3 separate regions of the Mus musculus genome follow, and regions 1 and 2 are each linked to region 3. Evidence: chromatin contacts called from public promoter capture Hi-C data. All regions are on one chromosome and are shown on one strand. Each heading gives the region's core, a stretch centred on a gene start, on an enhancer-like site or on the middle of the called end of the contact. The rest is flanking DNA. Distances are from core to core; before and after follow the strand shown. Region 1 holds the start of Zfp729a (zinc finger protein 729a). Region 2 holds the start of BC048507 (cDNA sequence BC048507). Region 3 holds the start of Zfp953 (zinc finger protein 953).

Evidence for each region. Promoter capture Hi-C pulls out the DNA fragments that hold promoters and counts their contacts. Capture Hi-C pulls out chosen DNA fragments and counts their contacts.
Region 1: a promoter capture Hi-C map of liver shows a contact between it and region 3, with 3 times the contacts expected there. The contact joins the promoter of Zfp729a here to the promoter of Zfp953 in region 3. A contact is called at or near these places in 1 of 39 promoter capture datasets (pre-B cells), 1 of 484 Hi-C or Micro-C datasets (the N1E-115 cell line) and 3 of 9 other capture datasets (adipose tissue, liver and pancreatic islet).
Region 2: a promoter capture Hi-C map of embryonic stem cells shows a contact between it and region 3. The contact joins the promoter of BC048507 here to the promoter of Zfp953 in region 3. A contact is called at or near these places in 10 of 39 promoter capture datasets (the 3T3-L1 cell line, the HPC-7 cell line, cranial neural crest and 4 more) and 1 of 115 datasets of contacts at active chromatin or transcription factors (embryonic stem cells).

What each region holds. Positions count from the first base shown.
Region 1 is chr13:67,635,760-67,639,363 of GRCm38.p6, forward strand. It overlaps Zfp729a (zinc finger protein 729a), which reads right to left and starts at 2,022. Exons shown (of 4, transcript NM_183146.4): 1 at 1,888-2,022. The coding sequence starts at 1,923.
Region 2 is chr13:67,861,164-67,864,840 of GRCm38.p6, forward strand. It overlaps BC048507 (cDNA sequence BC048507), which reads left to right and starts at 2,163. Exons shown (of 1, transcript NM_001001185.3): 1 at 2,163-2,760. The coding sequence starts at 2,343. The coding sequence ends at 2,612.
Region 3 is chr13:67,359,244-67,362,951 of GRCm38.p6, forward strand. It overlaps Zfp953 (zinc finger protein 953), which reads right to left and starts at 1,329. Exons shown (of 4, transcript NM_001038651.3): 1 at 1,261-1,329. The coding sequence starts at 1,266. Gm17039 (predicted gene 17039) reads left to right here and starts at 1,422. Exons shown (of 2, transcript NR_167764.1): 1 at 1,422-1,820; 2 at 1,929-3,708.

The DNA.
Region 1 (3,604 bases), core at 772-3,271, 280 kb after region 3:
AGGCTCCAGCTCTGGCTCACAAACACTTGGTTTGACTGAAGAGTGATAATATAAGCAAGATCCCCTGAGATAGGGGAGGGGCTGTGGAGGAGAAATCCTGAAAACAAAAAACAAAAACAAAAAACCAAACAGACAAAAAAACCTGTGTGTATTCTGTGAATGCAAAACTCTTGTAAGGAGTCTGTGGGTGCAGAGTCTGATGGCCCACGTGGAAGTTCACTGAGAGGCAGAGCCTGGAATTCTGCAGGTTTAGGGTTAGCTGTCTTACCTTGGGCTGGTTTTACCTTCAGGGTCAGTCCTTGCCTCACTCTGTAGTCGGCCACACAGCTTGTGACAATAGATAAAAACCTCCCAGAATCCACTGACTAGGCAGAACATGAGCTTCTATCAATCCAAAAGCTAAAATCTCATCAGATGGTATCTTAGACATTGAAAATATCTCCAATGTCTCATAGTGCATGCCTCTATCAGACTCACACCAATGTATTTCAAATTTTCCTTGGTCAATGACATTATTTGTTCTGTACAACCATGAAACTGGTTCCATGTTGGAGTATGGAATTTGGTTTAAACTAAATCTATGTTCTTAGATCATGGCTACTCAAATAGCTGTGGACTAAACAATTCTCTTAGCCCTTTAAGAGGAGAACTGTGCATTTTTACATGAACATAAACCTACTATGTGTAAATCATAAGACCCCAAGAGTGCCACGGCTTTTGAAATTTATATTACAACTTTTCAAAATATTTATTTATTTATTTATATGAGCATTCTTTTGCTGACATACCAGAAGAGAACATCAGATCCAATAATAGACGGTTGGGAGCCAACAAGTGGTTGCTGGAATTAAACTCAGGACCTTTGGAAGAATAGGCATGCTCTTAACCAATAAGCCATCTCTCCTTCCCTATCTTACAGCTTTTCAAATACAGTTGAAAAAATTGGAGAATTCTTTCTAAAACTATTAAGGGTGTGTCACTAAACCTGAATGTCACATTGAGGGACAAAAGAAAATTTAAAAGAGTTCAGACACTGCTGATAACGTGAACTCTAGGAAGAAAAGCACGTGAAGAGACAACAATGTACAGAGTCTGGCAGATTAGAAAGCAATGCACAGAGCCTGGCAGATGAGCAGAGGCATTTCCCCCTTCCCTTTCAGACTTTCCAGTGCCACCCTGTGATCTCTCATCACCCCAAGTCGTCTCTCACATCTGAAAAGGAGTCAAAATTTTGGACACAACACATACTCAGAACTGTTGAGGTATTATTGTCTAGTGATTTTTAATCTTTAGTGTAAAATCCTATTTATTTGGATTGTGCAAACACTGGTTCATACCAACTACAAGATTATTTTGTGGTTTTATAGCCATGTATTGTCGCATTCAGGTCACAAAGGTGTCTATCAGAAAATGTGATTTGAATCAGGGCATCCGTGAGTCTAACAATTCATTCCAAAGGAACAGGAACTAACATCCCACACAACAGTTTGCCCTCCCTCACAGGATTCTTGCTCCTTGGACACTAGGAACTTTAGGAAGCTGTTTGAGCTCAAACCAGGAGTAGTCTCCAGGACATAACATACAGAGGGCGCTACAAGTCCAAGTGCTCTGTATGCCCTGAGAATCTGACTACAGTCACGTGAGAACGGGTCAGCTAGGTAATGATGAGTGCGCTCCCGTCAGCATCTCGGGAACAGGCAGTCAGCAGACCCAGCCTGCCCTTGCCATCCTGTTGTTTTCAACCTTCTCCCCTTCAAACCCGTGCCCAGGCGCAGCGGCCCAGCTTAGGTCAGCACAGCATCTCCAGGTCAGCAGCTTCCTGCCTCTCAACAAGCCCGAGCCAGCTCCCTCCGTGCCCTACCTGCCACCCTGCACAGCCCCTCAGACCTGAAAGAAGGCGCTGGTCCCTGCACCGAACTCCATCTCAGAAATCCAGATGCAGCGCTGAGCAGGACAACTGCATACATTTGAGGAGTGAAGTTTGAAGGAAGAATAAGGAAGTTCGAGTCCGATGGCCCTTTCTAATGACGAAACAGGAACCAGGACTACACTTCCCACAAGTCAGTTGGAAGGACTTACAGGGACCCCACCTAAGATGTCTTGTGCATTGCCTGCCTTGCGGTCCAGCTGTGGGCAGCTGAAGTTGGAAAGAACTAAGCTGCAGCACATGGGCAGCCACAGGGAAAGTGGGCTTTTAAAAAAGTCTTTGGTTACAGCAAGCGATGTTAGCCTGTGAGCTGAGTTTCACAGTAATGTTTATCACATTTCCTTGTTATCTCTGCTAAAACATTGTGAGATTAAAGCTTCGATCTTTCTTTCTTTTTTTTTTTTCCCCTTGGTTTTTTAAAGCACAGATTTACTTATGGAATATTACTACCGAATGGAAAATTCATGCTTTCATTGTTTATTTAAAATATGAAAGCAGGAAGTTAATGTAGGAGTGGGCATTATCTCTTTAATATGCTATCAAAACCATCCCAGGTGCTGAAGACAGAATTAGAAATCAAACTGAGTCACCACGAAGTGTTTTCTGAGCACTTGCTTTCCTCCTCTGAATCTCTCCCAAGAGGAGGGGCAGAGCTCCTTGGATCACAATGGTGTGTGTACTGGCTCTTCAATTTCCCTCTGTGTTTGGTTTGATGTTCCTTATTGATTTTCCTGTCTCCACTGATCCTGTCATCATTCACATTTGATAATACTTGAACATTACTGGTAGCTGCCTTGCACTTCCCTCACTTCTCCTAAACAGAACACCGAGATAGTTCCTCCTGGAATTCAAAGGTATCAGAAATATGTTCATATCACTGTAAAATGAGGTCGATGTATTAAAGAAGTTAGACTGGAAACTTGGAGTATGGAGAATTCCCATCTTTTCGTGGGAAGGTTTATTCCTGTGTAGTTCATGCTTGAGTTAAAGCTACAAATGGCATTACAGAAAAGTCTTCATACTTCCCTGAGGCACAATAATTCAAAGCCAAGCTGTTTCAGAGCAGAGACTGTGCAAAATCCCATTCCAATTTTTCTTCTCTAGGGAGTGTGTTTGCCTAGGGATCAGAACAGATTCCTTAACTTAGAAAAACTAGAGTCAACAAGCAGTACATTCACCTGGACATTTGATTGGCATGTCTGTTTAGAATGAGGTCATGAGTGGTCTGTCATCCCCCTGATGGCTGTAGTGAAGGGCATTGCCAACAACCAGAAGGACTTAACATTTCTGAGCATAGTTAGTTTTCCAATATGTGTATGTGTTGAGGTTTGGTATGTTGCTATGTATTGTAATACTAAATTTTATATCTGAAGGTCTAAGCTTACCATGGACCTCTCACATTTAAAAGGTTCTGTTGTGCAAACCTTGTTCCTTGATTGAAAACTATTAGTTAAATCAAATTTGGTACAGCCTATTACTGGAAGGACTAGAAGTAGGTGGCTTTTGAGTTAGGTGGTATGGGGTGGAGAAGAGAGAGAAGGAAAAGAGGCCAGGAAAAGGAGGAAGAATGGGTGAAGAGGATGAGCTGCCATGGGGGGGGGGTGTACATGGCTGGGAGAAACATTAAGTATCTGAAGTACACCACTGGGAAGGTAGCCAAGAAAGCAGTTAGAGGAA
Region 2 (3,677 bases), core at 913-3,412, 500 kb after region 3:
CTGTCTCGAAAAACCAAAACAAAAAACAAACAAACAAACAAAAAAGAAGAAAGAAAGAAAAAAGAAAAAGAAAAAAAGAAGCGGAGCCTTATTGGTGAAAGTGGGTGTCTTAGTTGGAGGTTCTGTTGCTGGGAAGAAACACCATGATCAAAAAGCAAATTGGTCAGGAAAGAGCTTATTCATCTTACACTTCCACATCATAGTTTAACATTGGGGGAAGTCAGGACAGGAACTCAAGCCGGACTGGAACCTGGAGGCAGGAGCTGATGCAGAGTCCTAGGAGGGGTGCTGCTTACTGGCTTGTTGCCCCTGGTTTACTCAGCCTGATCTCTTATAGAACCCAGGACCACCTGCCAAGGGGTGGCACCACCCACAATAGTCTGAGCCCTCCCCAGTTGATCACTAATTGAGAAAATGCCTTACCATTGGATTTCATGGAGTCATTTCCTCAAATGAGGGCCCTTTCTCTCTGATGACTCTAACTTGTATCATGTTGACACACAAAAGCAGCCAGTACTGAGGTGGTGGGCCAGGAACATGAGATTTACAGGCTGGCCCTACTTCCTGTCTGTGCTCTGCTTACTGTGTGTGATGTGTACTCTGACCTGGCACTTCCTGCCACCATATCATCCCTGCCTGCTGCCTTGTCTTCCCACCATGGTGGAATAATCCTGTTGAGCTGCAAGCCAGAATAAACCCTTCCTCCTCTCGTTGCTTTTTATTAAGCATTGGGTGATAGCATTGAGAGATGTAATTAATAAGACATGTACATATTTTTCCTGGAATTCTGTGCCATAGTGAACATATTAAACATTAATAAGTGCTTAAATTGCTATTAACTCTTTGTTTTTAAATGTAAAAGTTAGAAAGGAAAAGGGGCCCAGAATGGGGAAGAGATTTGTTATTTCTGTCTGTCCTCTTCCTCTTCCTCCTCCTCTCCCTCCTCCTCCTCTTCCTCTTCTTCCTCCTCTTCCTCCTCCTCTCCTCCTCCTCCTCTTTGTTTTTGGTTTGTTTGTTTTGTTCTGTTTTGTTTCTGTTGACATAGGTTTTCTCTGTAGCCCCAGCTGTCCTAAAACTGGCTCTGTAGACCCGGCTGGCCTTGAACTCACAGAGATCCATCCACCTGCCTCTGCCTCCCAAGTACTGTGATTAGTTGAATGGGCTGCCAAAGCCAGGAAGATTGCTCTTTTCTGCTAATCAGTGGCCCCATTTACTGCTGAGAAATGATAAGAACTAAGAGCTTATAGTAGTTATAAAGTTGGGGGTATCAGGCATGAGTCACTTGCAAAGGCTCGGAAATTTTTCTTGCATATCTGTGGGTAAATCTTGCTCTCTTAACCTTGTCTGGGAACTTGCAATTAACCAGAAGCTTCAAATAAGTAAAATGGGGGGAAAAATGGTAACGTAGGTACATCCAATTCAAATTGAAATATGATCTGAATCTTTATATAATTTCATGTATTAGCCAGGGCTGTGGGCAGTGTGCGGATTTTTCTGTTGCGGGTGGTTTGAGAATGTTTTCAGCTGATGCACAGTGCCATCTTCAGGTCTGTGAACACAGCTGCGAACATGTCAGCAAGGTATGACAGCAAATGTTATGGGTTAATTGAATCTTTCAGGAATATGAACACAGAGCTCCGGCGTGTGCCCGTATTTGGAAACAGGAGCATCACAGGTATAACTAATTAAGATGAAGCCATTAGAGGTTCATCAGGTCCCGCGTGTTTAAATCAGTCTTTCTGAAGTTTCTTAGGGAAATACGCTCATTTTTCCCCCTCGTGAAATAGACACAGTGCGCCGGGCGTGGTGGCGCACGCCTTTAATCCCAGGACTCGGGAGTCTGAGTTAGAGGCTAGCCTGGTCTACAAAGTGAGTTCCAGGACAGCCAAGGATATACAGAGAAACCCCGTCTCGAAAAACCAAAAAAAAAAAAAAAAAAAAGTTTTGATTTTATTGGAGAGTAGGCCGGTTCATTTAAAATATTTCCCTCAAGCAACAGCAGTGTCTGCTGCTTCCACTGCATTTCCTCACACATGTGAATTTCTGATTCATGAAAAGCCAGGTCTCCAGGGTTCGGCTCCCCACCTCAGAGGGTCAGCGGGTAATTGTGCAGTCACAATGAGGCGGTTTCTTGCTTTTTGTGACAAAATAAACCACCTACCAAATGGCTCCTGAAGGGGTAAAGAAAAGGTAGCAAACGCATACAGTTAAATATTTAGCTAAGAGATGCGCCACGGCTTCGGCTTCAGCAGGGACCGGCTGTCTGCTGCTGCTGCTTGAGCACCGCCAGCATCTTCCCTAGGGGCACGCAGCGGCCGATTGGCCCCTGCTCCGCGGTAACCATGTGCGATCGGAAGGCAGTGATAAAAACTGTAGACATGTCGGAAGAGATGCAGCAGGACTCGGTGAGGTGTGCTATCCAGGCGCTGGAGAAGTACAGCACAGAGAAGGATATTGCGGCCCATATCAAGAAGGAGTTTGACAAGAAGTACAACCCCACCTGGCACTGCATTGTGGGCCGGAACTTCGGTAGTTACGTGACGTACGAAACCAAACACTTCGTCTACTTCTACCTGGGTCAGGTGGCCATTCTTCTCTTCAAATCTGGGTAAAAGCGTGGACTGACTGCATCCTAAATGTCAAATACCAGAGTCCGGATCTTCAGCCTTGTTAAGGGAACGCCTCGTCTGAACCTGTTGTGTTCTGTAGAGGGCCTCATTCTCTGTACAAGTTTGTGGTTATAAAATTAGTGAAACAGCTTACATTTGTATTTATTTTCTAGCCCATACTTCTGTACCCTAGTTTTTTCTCCCTTAGGTCATTCCTTTAAAAATAAATCTGGTGGAGATGCCATAAAAAAAAGAAAAAAAAAAAAAAAAGAAAAATCTTAACACGGTTGCGCATGGGAGGTGGGTGTGGCGGGGGGCGGCGGGGGGGGGGGGAGATTAAGTTCAAGAAAACAGACCAGCCCTGTTTTCCTTCCTTTTATTTATGAGTTTTGACCTTGAATAACAACTGTTGGCCTTGGAGCTATGTTTTCTCTATAAGAAATATGCATTTGTCTTTCAAATCTTTTAGGATGGTTATAAAGAGATTGAATGTAAATCCAGTGTTGTTTGTTGAAGTCTATCATAACACATGCTAATGAGATCACTCATGCCCACCGAGATAGCGTCACTGCCTGTTCAGGCCACAAGATACTTCTTATGACAAGACACTTGAGGTATCTCCATTTCAAAATATTATTAACAGGGCTGGAGAGATGGCTCGGAGCTTAAGAGCACTGGCTGCTCTTCCAGAGGTCCAGAGTTCAATTCCCAGTATCCATATGGTGGCTCAGAGTGGCTCATAAGCATCTATAGTGAGAATTGGTGCCCTCTTCTGGCCTGCTAGCATACATGCAGGAAGAATGCTGACTACACGATAAATAAATAAATAAATAATCTTTAAAAATATTATTGGCAATTTAAAATATCTTCTAGTGTGTCTTTCTTTACCCCTCCCTCCCTCCCTCCCTCCCTCCCTCCCTCCCTCCCTCCCTCCCTCCCTCCCTCACTCCCTCCCTCCCTCCCTCCCTCCCTTTTTAAAGCTGAAAGGGAGAGATTTAATATGGCCACACTGGGAAGAGGAGCAAAGAAAACTGTCTTCCCTAAGTCCATAATTGGGGATCCTAAGGT
Region 3 (3,708 bases), core at 79-2,578:
CTATCAGTCCAAAAGCTAAAACCTCATCAGATGGTATCTTAGGTAAATAGAATATCTCCGATGACTCTATGAGACACACACCAATGTATTTTAAATTTTCCTTGGTTAATGACATTCTCTGTTCTGTAAAACCATGAAACTGCCTTGTGTTGAAGCACAGAATTTGGATTAACCTAAGTCTGTATTCTCAGATAATGGCCACTCAAAAGGCTGACTAAACTGTCTCTTAACCCTTTAAGAGGAGAACTGCATTTTGCATGGACAGGAACCTATGTGAAAATTATAAGACCCCAAGTGTGCCAGAGCTTTCTGAATTTTTCTTACAACCACAGGAAAACATGAGGAAATCATTCTAGAAATGTCCAGTGAGCAGCAGTAAAGCTGGGTGCCAGATACAGGGACAGAGTGCATTTAAGAGAATTTAGATATTTCTGATAATGTGAACAGACAGAAGAAAATCATGTGACCAGAGGAGGGCCATCTCCTTTCTCTTTCAGAGACATTCCAGTCCCTTCCAGAGATCATGAGTTCCATTTCTCTCATCTCACCAAGTCATCTCTCATATCTGAGAAGGAGTCCAAATTTTGGACAGAACACATACTAAGAATTGTTGAGTATTATTGTCTAGTGTTTTTTTTTTTTAGCAGAAGGGCAAAATTCATAATTATTTGGATTGTGCAAACACTGGTTCATATCAATTACAGGACTACTCTGTGGCTATACAGCCATGTATTGTGGTGATTCAGGTACAGGATTATACATCCTGAGTTCTTATTCAACCCGAGGCATCCATAAATCTAACACTTTATTCCAAAGGAAAAGGAACTAACATTCCACACAACAATCACCCTCACGGGACTCTTTGTCCCTGGCACTAGGAACTTTAGGAAGATTTGTGAAGTCAAACTCCAGTACTAGATAGAACACAGAGTATAGGAGGCGCTAGATGTCCAAGTGTTCTAAATCTCCTGAGAATCTGACTACAGCCACGTGAGAACGGGTCAGCTAGGCAGAGCATATTTCCCCAGTAAAGATGAGTGCGCTCCTTTCAGCATCTCAGAAATAAGCAGTCAGCAGACCCAGCCTGCCCTTGCCATCCTGTTGTTTCCAACTTTCTTCCCTAGCCTAGGTCAGCACAACATCTCCAGGTCAGCAGCTTGCCCTGTCTCATAACAAGCCCAGATAAGCTCCTTCCGTGCCCGATACGCCACCCTGCACAGTCCCTCAGATCTGCAAGGTTGCGGTGTTCCCTGCACCAACCTCCATGTCAGAGATCCAAACGAAGGTTTCAACAGGACAGACGCCTAACTCTGGGGAGAAGTTAAGTTTGAAAATCAAATGCGGAAGTTTGATAGCAACGGCCAGCCTTCTGATGACGTCACAGGCATCCGGACTACATTTCCCACAAATCAGTGCGAAGAACTTCCATGAACCCACAGAACTGGGTTGTTCACCTGCTGGTATCCTGACTGTGATTCCTTGAAGTTGGGAAGAAACAGTCTTCTGCACTTGGGCAGTCACAGGGCATTTGGATTCATTTAAAGTTCTGTGGTCCCAGCACGCAATGTTAGCCTGTGAGTCGACCCTTTCACAGTGATGTTTATCAGGTTTCTTAGTTATTTCTGCTAGAACACCGTGATTTTAAACTATCTTACTACCACATGGAAAACTCGCACTTTCATGACTTGCTTTACTTAAAAATATGGAAGCAAGAGCTAATTTAAGGTGCTCTTGAAACCATCCTTGGTGACCCTGCCTGCTACGCAGCATATCAGGTGCTTAAGACAAAAGACTTAGAATTCAAAGCCAGCAACCATCAGGTATTTTCTGAGCACTTGCTTTCCTCTGCATCTCTCCCAAGAGGAGGAGCAGAGCTCCTGGGATCGCAGTGGTGTATGTCCTAACTCTTGGTCCATTTTGTATTATAGGATTTCTGCCTGTGTTAGGTTTGATGTTCCGTATTGAATTCTCCGTCTCTCATGTGAGCCTGTCATCGTTCATATTTGGCAATATTTGAACATCAGTGGTATCCGCCTTGAACTTCCGTTATTTCTCCGAAGCAGAACACCGAGATAATTCCTTCTTGAATACAAAGGTATCAGAAATATGTTCATAGCATTGCCAAATGAGGTCGGTATATTAAAGAAGTTACACTGGAAACATACAATATTGAGAATTCCCATCTCTTCTTGGGAAGGTTTATTCCTGTGAAGTTCAAGCTTGAGTCAAAGTTACAAACCCCATTGCAGAAAAGGCTTCATACTTCCCTGATATATTATGATTCAAAAGGAAGCTGTTTCAGAGCAAAGACTGTGCAGAGTCCCTATTGAGTTCTTTGTCAGGGAGTGTGTTTACCTATGGATGCAGAACACCTTCCTCGATTTAGAGAAACTAGAGTCAAGAAGCAGTACATTCACCTGGACACTTGATTGGCATGTCTGTTTAGAATGAGGTCATGAGTGGTCTGTCCTCCTCCTGAATATTGCAGTGGAAGGCATTGTCAGCAACCACAAGGACAGAATTTCTGAGCATAGCAAGTTTTCTAATATGTGTATGTGTTGAGGTTCGGTGTGTTGCTATGTTTTGTTATGCTAAATTCTCTACTCAAAGGTCTAGACTCTCTACTGACTTCTCACATTTACAAGGTTCTGTTGTGTAAACCTTGTTCCTTGATTTAAAACTACTGGATAAATCAAATTGGCTACAGCCAATTACTGGAGGGATTTGAGGCAGGTGAGTTTTGAGTTAGCTGGTAGGAGGTGGAGAAGAGAGAGAAGGAAGAGACACCAGGACAAGGAGGAGGAATGGGAAAAAAAGGACGAAGCTGCCCTGGAGCAGACGGACCATGAGCATGTGGCCAGGAGAAACTGCAACTTCCACTGGGAAGGCAGCCAGGACAGCAGTTAGAAGAGTAGATTAAGGGTTGCAGCTCAGTAATTGTCAAAGCCAAATGAAATAACCCTAATCCGAATTGAGTTTATTTGTAAGGCGTAACCTTAAATTGGTTATATTACACATGTATATGTGTACATCTATGTTTGTGTCTGCTACATGCACACCTACCTTAGAGGGTCGTCATTCACGTGAGATGTGCCCATCCTTGAAGTTGCAGCATCCATTTACAAGTCTTCTGCAGTCTCCATTTCTTTGCATTGTAATTGTGTGATTCAATAGGAGGAGGAGCTACCATAGTGTAGTCACAACCTGAACATGTGATCAAAGAAGAGCCTAATTCAGCAGAATATTAGGGACCCAGGCATACTTATCAAAACATCTAATGGAACCAGATATTCAGGCCTAATATGTTTGTTTAGACCAAGTTCACCATTTTAAGTTTATTTTCTACTGTCATTTTTTAACATCCTGACCATTTAGTTTTCTCCCTTTGAAACATTCTCCAATAGGTGCCATGTTTGACAAAATCACTTTAAAATCTTTGCTTACAAACTAAAGAGATTGTTCAATAGTTGAGAGTAATTACTGTCTTATAAAAGATGAGTTTGTCTTCTAACACACTTGTAATGGCTTTCAAGCACATATAAGCATTAGTTCTAGAGGATCAGATATCTTCTTTTCACATCATCAGGCATCAGTTGTAGAAAAGATAGGCACACAGACAGACACACACGGAAACAAATTTCTAGTAAAGTGAAATAAAATGTATAATTGAAAATTTATGCTGCCGATGGTGGTACATCCACCTATTTT